2 separate regions of the Triticum aestivum genome follow, and region 1 is linked to region 2. Evidence: chromatin contacts called from public Hi-C data. All regions are on one chromosome and are shown on one strand. Each heading gives the region's core, a stretch centred on a gene start, on an enhancer-like site or on the middle of the called end of the contact. The rest is flanking DNA. Distances are from core to core; before and after follow the strand shown. Region 1 overlaps LOC123092892 (protein SHORT HYPOCOTYL IN WHITE LIGHT 1). Region 2 holds the start of LOC123092891 (squalene monooxygenase SE1).

What was found. A called contact is a pair of places that touch in the nucleus more often than the background predicts.
Region 1: a contact with region 2 is called in a Hi-C map of leaf, with 8 times the contacts expected there. The contact joins the enhancer-like site here to the promoter of LOC123092891 in region 2. A contact is called at or near these places in 3 of 5 Hi-C or Micro-C datasets (all in leaf) and 1 of 1 datasets of contacts at active chromatin or transcription factors (leaf).

What each region holds. Positions count from the first base shown.
Region 1 is chr4B:491,345,147-491,348,428 of IWGSC CS RefSeq v2.1, forward strand. LOC123092892 (protein SHORT HYPOCOTYL IN WHITE LIGHT 1) reads right to left here. Exons shown (of 3, transcript XR_006444922.1): 3 at 2,408-2,923. Among protein-coding and RNA genes, the nearest start is that of LOC123092892, 5.7 kb to the right of the region's middle. Within about 2 kb of position 1,550, at least 4 of the 8 cell types and tissues checked have an H3K27ac peak or open chromatin away from gene starts, as enhancers often do. A contact at or near this core is called in leaf, where this site is marked.
Region 2 is chr4B:490,977,876-490,980,861 of IWGSC CS RefSeq v2.1, forward strand. LOC123092891 (squalene monooxygenase SE1) reads right to left here and starts at 1,734. Exons shown (of 8, transcript XM_044514739.1): 1 at 1,276-1,734. The coding sequence starts at 1,533.

The DNA of each region.
Region 1 (3,282 bases), core at 300-2,799, 370 kb after region 2:
TTTTAGAGGCTAAAGTTTCAAGCACCCCTGACTAAAGAGAGGCTAGGACTAGTCTTGAGGCTAAAATCTTTTAGTCATGGGAAACCTACTAAAATATGTATTAGCTCTCTCTCTCCTCATTTAATTCCTCTCCTTAGTTCTGGATTGGAGGGTTTGGAGGATAATAAATGCTCAATAACTAGATTTTAGTCTCTTTAGTATTTGGATCCAAGCATGGGTGAGACTAGCAAGTTTTAGTCCCACTACTTTTAGTCATGGGACTAAAACGTATCCAAGCATGCTCTGAGTTGTTCGAGCCAGTCCACGGCTGCTCGCAAGTGGCGACTGTTCTTAAGTTATGTTTGCTGTTTCAAAAAAAAAAGAAACTGTTTCAAAATAATTTATGTTTGAAAAACCAAGTAGCAGCCGGCTGCTTCGTTTTTGCCGTGCGAGATCGGTGGTTTGGGCCTTTGGGGTGAGCGGAGCTGTGGTCTGGTTGACCGCTCGCTCCAGTCATACGCCGTTAGCTCACGTAGGGGTAAGAAAAATAATCGTTTGTTTGCATCATTCCTAGATTTTCAAATCCCAACCATGTACGCGGTACCACGAATACTCATGGCATGGACCAACATACTGATGGCGTTGGTCGTTTGGTTTGTGAGGCACGCAATTTCCTCCGTCACAAAAAAATAAAAAGAGGCACGCATTTTCTTGGGTAAATGTCATGGCATGTAGTAGCACTCCACAAAGGGCTTGAGTTTGATGTGTTGTCTGTTTCTGCAAGTCTCCAAATAGGTAGTGCCTTCATGAACTTTCCCTACTTGTTATCGATAACTATCGAATGGTGGCGTAGGCTCTACTGTTTATCAGTTCATCCTAAACTAGAGAAAGCACTCCCGATCTACATCTTAATCTACTAACATATCACACCACGAAATGCGGTCCAAGCTACTACAGTTCAGTCTGGCTACTTTTGAAAATTAAGAAAGAGTTCGTCAGCATGTGCGCTCCTGGCCAAAATGATAGGGCTCTTGAACTAGTTCGTGTCCACCCCTAAGACCAGTGCCGTACCAGTGTAGTACCGCGCCTAGCGACCAGCAGTGCTCCAAAGAAAAATGCCGCCTCAATCATCCGTCGACCGGTCGACGAAACAGCAGCAGCCCCATGCCTAACCAGTGGTGATCGCTAGTGCTAACTGCCAGCAGCATTTTTTCCCGAATGATTTGCCTTAGCGTGTTAACTGCCAGCAGCTTGGGAATTATACGAGCGGACCACCGAAATCGGGCCACGAGGAAATTGTTGTTCTGGGTCAGATTCGGCGTAAATGCGACCCAACTGTGTGATTGAAATGTTTGTCGCCGGATCAGCCAAAACGATCAAAGATTAAGCGTCGGTCAACCGCAACAAGATATGGCTGGTAGAGAAAGGTGTACGTGCAACACGAGACCTCCACCAGTGGCCGTGCCGCGAGTCATGTGGCGCAGCAGCGTTGCAGGCTTTCTGCGTCGTGGACGGACGCGCACCTCCCACTCCCACATTTCCGGGGCGGCCGGGCACGTCGCTCTTGCTCATAAAGGCGCATGGGTCCGGAGAAGATCGGGGCGGCGTGCGGCGCCGTCCGATGCGCATCTGACGGTCGAGTATGGGTCGTCAGGGATTCGGCATGAATACGCCGATGGCGACGGGTAACTGGCTGACGGGGTAGCTAGCATGGTTGTACACACGACGGAGTATGAGAGACATATTGTCCCTGCTAAGCAAGATTTGGGACACTTGTAGTACAAGTGATCGGCAGTAGGCAGTAGCTAGTCGGCACGCGTGATAATAATGACAAAAAGGTGTCAAACTGGCTAAATACTGTGAAATGATGGAGAACTAGGGCAGGGTCGAAATGCCCTTCCTAAGTCTTAGCCTAACTCGCCGTTCTCAGAATCTTCTGAATCGGGATCCGTGGTTGTGTCTGTTGGCGTGGCTGAAATGAACGAAAAGCGTGACGATTCAAATCGATTGATGATATATGGCATGATCTATTCTGATAGATTGATAGGTTTTCCATCAATAATAAGGGTTTGGTGTAATACTACACCTCAGTGCCCCTGACCTGAGTGACGACTACTGTCTTGGATTTCCGCTGTCTCTGGCCTTCTTCCTTTTTAGAAGTAAACAGACCAAATGCTAGCGAGAGCCAAAGGAGGAATCTCAAACTCAAAGCATCAGGTAACACGAAGCAGTTGAGCAAATGATCAGGCGAGAGTAGCAAACAAAGAATCTAAACGAACGACCAAAAGCAGCAAGACTGAGACATACTCCCTCTGTAAACCAATGGAGATCAAAAGACAGTTGCCCGGCAAGATTTTGACGTCCACTGCAGAAGCGGGACTACTACTCTGTCAAGCTAGTTCATGGCATCACAGGAGAAAATACTAGCTTTGGATATTCAGTACCACTCCATATATCAAAATGAAACAGAATTACACTGTACTGACCATAGGCATTTCGCACCACCTTTCATACTACAACAAATACGAGATCGGCCCGGCCAGTATGGGGCCAGGCCAGATATAAAACCCAATTAGTCGCCGGTATTTTTTACCATCATGTTGAAGAGAACCACTTATTTGTATAGACTACAGGGGGGTTCCTTCGATTCTCCAGCAGCAATTTATAGCAACAACAAACATCAGCATTTTGTGCACAGCTGGGAGCATCCATGCTATCTCAACAGTGGCCCTGGATAATTCATGGGCCCTTTGAATCAGAGTATGTTGCCAGCAAGGAAAGCAAACGATCAACCAGCGGGCTGTACTCTGCTCCACCGGCTGTCGTCGTCCTTGAGCTGTTGAATATAGCTGTATCGGTTTTCTCTGATGTAAGTTACTCCAGACCATATCCCTCGAACAAGAAGGATGCTTATAAACACCATGCTTCCAAATGTGCAGACCACCTGCACAGAAAATACAAACAAGTTACTGAAAGAAAAGACTAAAAGTTGAGTTTTCCACAAGCATCAATGCAACGTTTCAGACAAACTGTAAATTCATCGTTCTGATAAATCTCAACGATGGACTTTGCCGTGTCCCCCTGAAATGCAAAGTATGTAAGTTAAAGCTTTGAGAGGTACTCCCTCCGTTCGGAAATAAGTGACGCTGTTTAAGTTTTTGAAATGCAAAGTCTGTAAGTTACAGCTTTGAGAGGTAATCCCTCCGTTCGGAAATAAGTGACGCTGTTTTAGTTCAAAAACCAAAACAGCGTCACTTATTTCCGAATGGAGGGAGTACATGGCAAGTACACTACGTGGAAACA
Region 2 (2,986 bases), core at 484-2,983:
GCAGCAGAATTGCATTTTTACTTGTTATTATGTCCAAAAAATCTAGATGAAACTAGGGTCATCACGGTAATTCTCCTTTTATTTTCATGAGGATCTGTACTTTATCACTATTGGCTGGTACACAACCTCTGACAATTATAAAAGGAACTTTTCTTCCTTAATTTGTTGTCTGAACTATGATTCACTGTGTGGAGTTATTACGAACAAAACAAAAAAAAAATCAAGTTCAATAACTCGTTCAAGATTTTCGTATTGATGATATATCATTGTCGGAGTTGCTGTAAGCCACAGAAGAAAATAAAGTGGGTCCTCAAAGTAGTTGAGCATCTCATTAATTGTGCAAAGCTAGAGGACATCAAGTCTCTGTTGGAGCAGGTTGAACAAGAGGGCATGGAAAAGACTAGAGAAAGAGAGAAGATAATACAGATGACTCTTCCTCCTCTTTGCCCATTTATGAGTAATTTACAGTTCTCCTTAATTTAGCCAGAAAGAAGATAAGTAATTTCAGCAAAACTTGCAGGGCAGCCCTGGCATGATTTTTTGCAAGGCAAATAACAAACTTATCAAAACAAATTTCTTGTGTGTATTATTCTCCCACAGTTCTTTCCCCCTCTTTTCTGTCCGCCCAATCGTGAAGCGTGCCATGACCACCAGAAAGCAATAATTGATTCATGCGTGGAAACAGGGTGGTAAATTTTGTACCGCGGCTTTTTGGAAGAGATTCCCCCCGGACCCCCCTATTTAGAGTTACATGACATGATATTTAGGCAACACCTTCTCAGCACCATACGAATTCTACGTCCCCAAACACAAAAACAACAGACTTCGCTTTCACCTACGGGTGAAAACATGCAAAAAAGGAGATTGCAACCAATCACAATTATTCCCTGCATGCATCTGTCCCAGATCAAGAGCCGTCACATGAATTGCGTGCACCTACCCTAGATGAAAAGCCGTTACATGACCTTTTTTAACGAAAAAGGTGGCTAGGAATCGAGGACAGCATGACAGAGCAGTTGCCTTCCTGAACTGAAACGAGAGGTGTTTTGTTCTTAGATTGTCTACTTGATCCTTCGGAACATTCATGGTGGAATTTTGATCCCTGCGCTGTCGAATACCAGTTCAATCTCGTGTTCTCCTTTGAGTACAAATTCGGTCTTCGTTCTTGCAAGGAACGAGAACCACAAGTTTTTTCCAGTCTAAAAGAAACAGGAGCTCCCTGCCTAACCAGAGGAACGCAAGGACGGAGAAGTAAGCAAAAGAAAAACATGTCACCTTTCCGAGCGTGTAGGCGAGGGCAGATCCGGCGACCCCGGCTCCGACGATGATGACGTCCGTCGGGCCGTCCACGGCCGCGCTCCCTGCGCCGTCAGCGACCGCGCAGCCGTCCTCCGGCGCGGGGATCCCTTCGACCGGAGCCCCACGGCGGCGGCGCTGGCGCTGGCGCCCCAGCGCGGCGGCGACGAGGGCCGCCGCGAGGAGCGTGGCCGCGGCGGCGCCAACGAGCTGCCAGACCTCGGCGGCCGCAGCCATGCCGCAATGGGGGCCTGCTCCTGGGGTCGTCGTTCCTCGGGGGTTTCTCAACGCGGTGCGTTGGTTGGGTCTGCGTGTGGGCTCTCTCGGGCGAGGGGAGAGAGGGTGATGCGTGCGGGGAGGAGACGAGCGGGGGAGAGTGCCGGGCGATGGGATTGGGACGAGAGACGAGACGAGACGAGAGAGAGAGGCGGCCGCTAGGAGTTGGAGATTGTTCCGTTTTTTATGGGGCGGAGGGGGGAGGGAGATCGCTCTCTCCGCCCTGTCTGTCCGTGTAGCTGGCTGTCTCTTCGCTGCATTTTTCTGGTGTTTTCTCTTGGAATATGTTCGTTTTCTTGTCTAGAGAAAACTATTTTTTTGTTGCATTTGTTCGGCGATCCGTTTGTACTTTATTTTGCAATATAATTATATTATATTACTCCCTCAGTAAACTAATATAAAAGCGTTTAGATCATTACTTTATAGAAGGAGTAGTAGTTAGTACAGTATTATAATAGTAACACATGAGGACGAAAACGACGCCACGATCCGTATCATGGGTCCATATGTGGGTATGCTTAGCAGCTGGCCTGACTTGAATACATACATAAAGAACCATGCATATCTCAAATTTTGAACGAAGAAGAATTGTAGGTACACTGCTTTCCAAGCATTTTAAAGAAGGAAGAAGATGCTCGATGTAGGTTGCTGAGTAGGAGTGTCACCCAGCACTCCTAATACATGTACTACTACGCTACGCTGAAACATCGTTGACGAGTGAAACGTGCACACATAACCCGACCCGGCCCACCGGACTATAGTAGAAGAAGAAACAATGGCGGATCCCGTGGGAATATTGGATGCCCGAGGGAGAAGACACGCTGTCACGCGAATCGGTCCAGAAACGCTCCACCACAGCTCTGACGTGCGTCCGTGGCTGGCACCGTGCCAGTTCACGTGCCGTCAGCGGTGGGGTCGCAGCACAAGCATCTCGCCTGACGGGTTTCGTGCTGTCGGTTTTCCCGCGGGCGCAATATCAGCTCCGCGTCATGGGAGCACGGGACGCAGATTCTCGTCCACGGTATCACGCCATCTTTAAACCGGACACTTAAACCTCCACTGCATATGCATGTGGAGACCAGGGTTCAGACATAAAAATGAACATATACCGAAGGCATTTGTGGGTCAGCTTTGAAGATGCCCTCATACGGGAGTGCGTCCGTCCTTCCACTCAAACATATAAAATTTGATGATGTCAAAATTATTATAGTGTTGAAGAGAGAAGGGGGTTTTAGCCATGGGACTGCTCTGCTCTAACAGATGATGAAAAACTGGTGTCAAAAAATTAGAAAGCAATTGAAATATGAGATTCAGCGGTTGGGAGACCGGGAGGCGGATTTGACAATCGTCGACAACCGAGCATGATTTCAGTCGCTGGGGCCAAGGAGATCATCGGGCCACTTAGGACAGGACT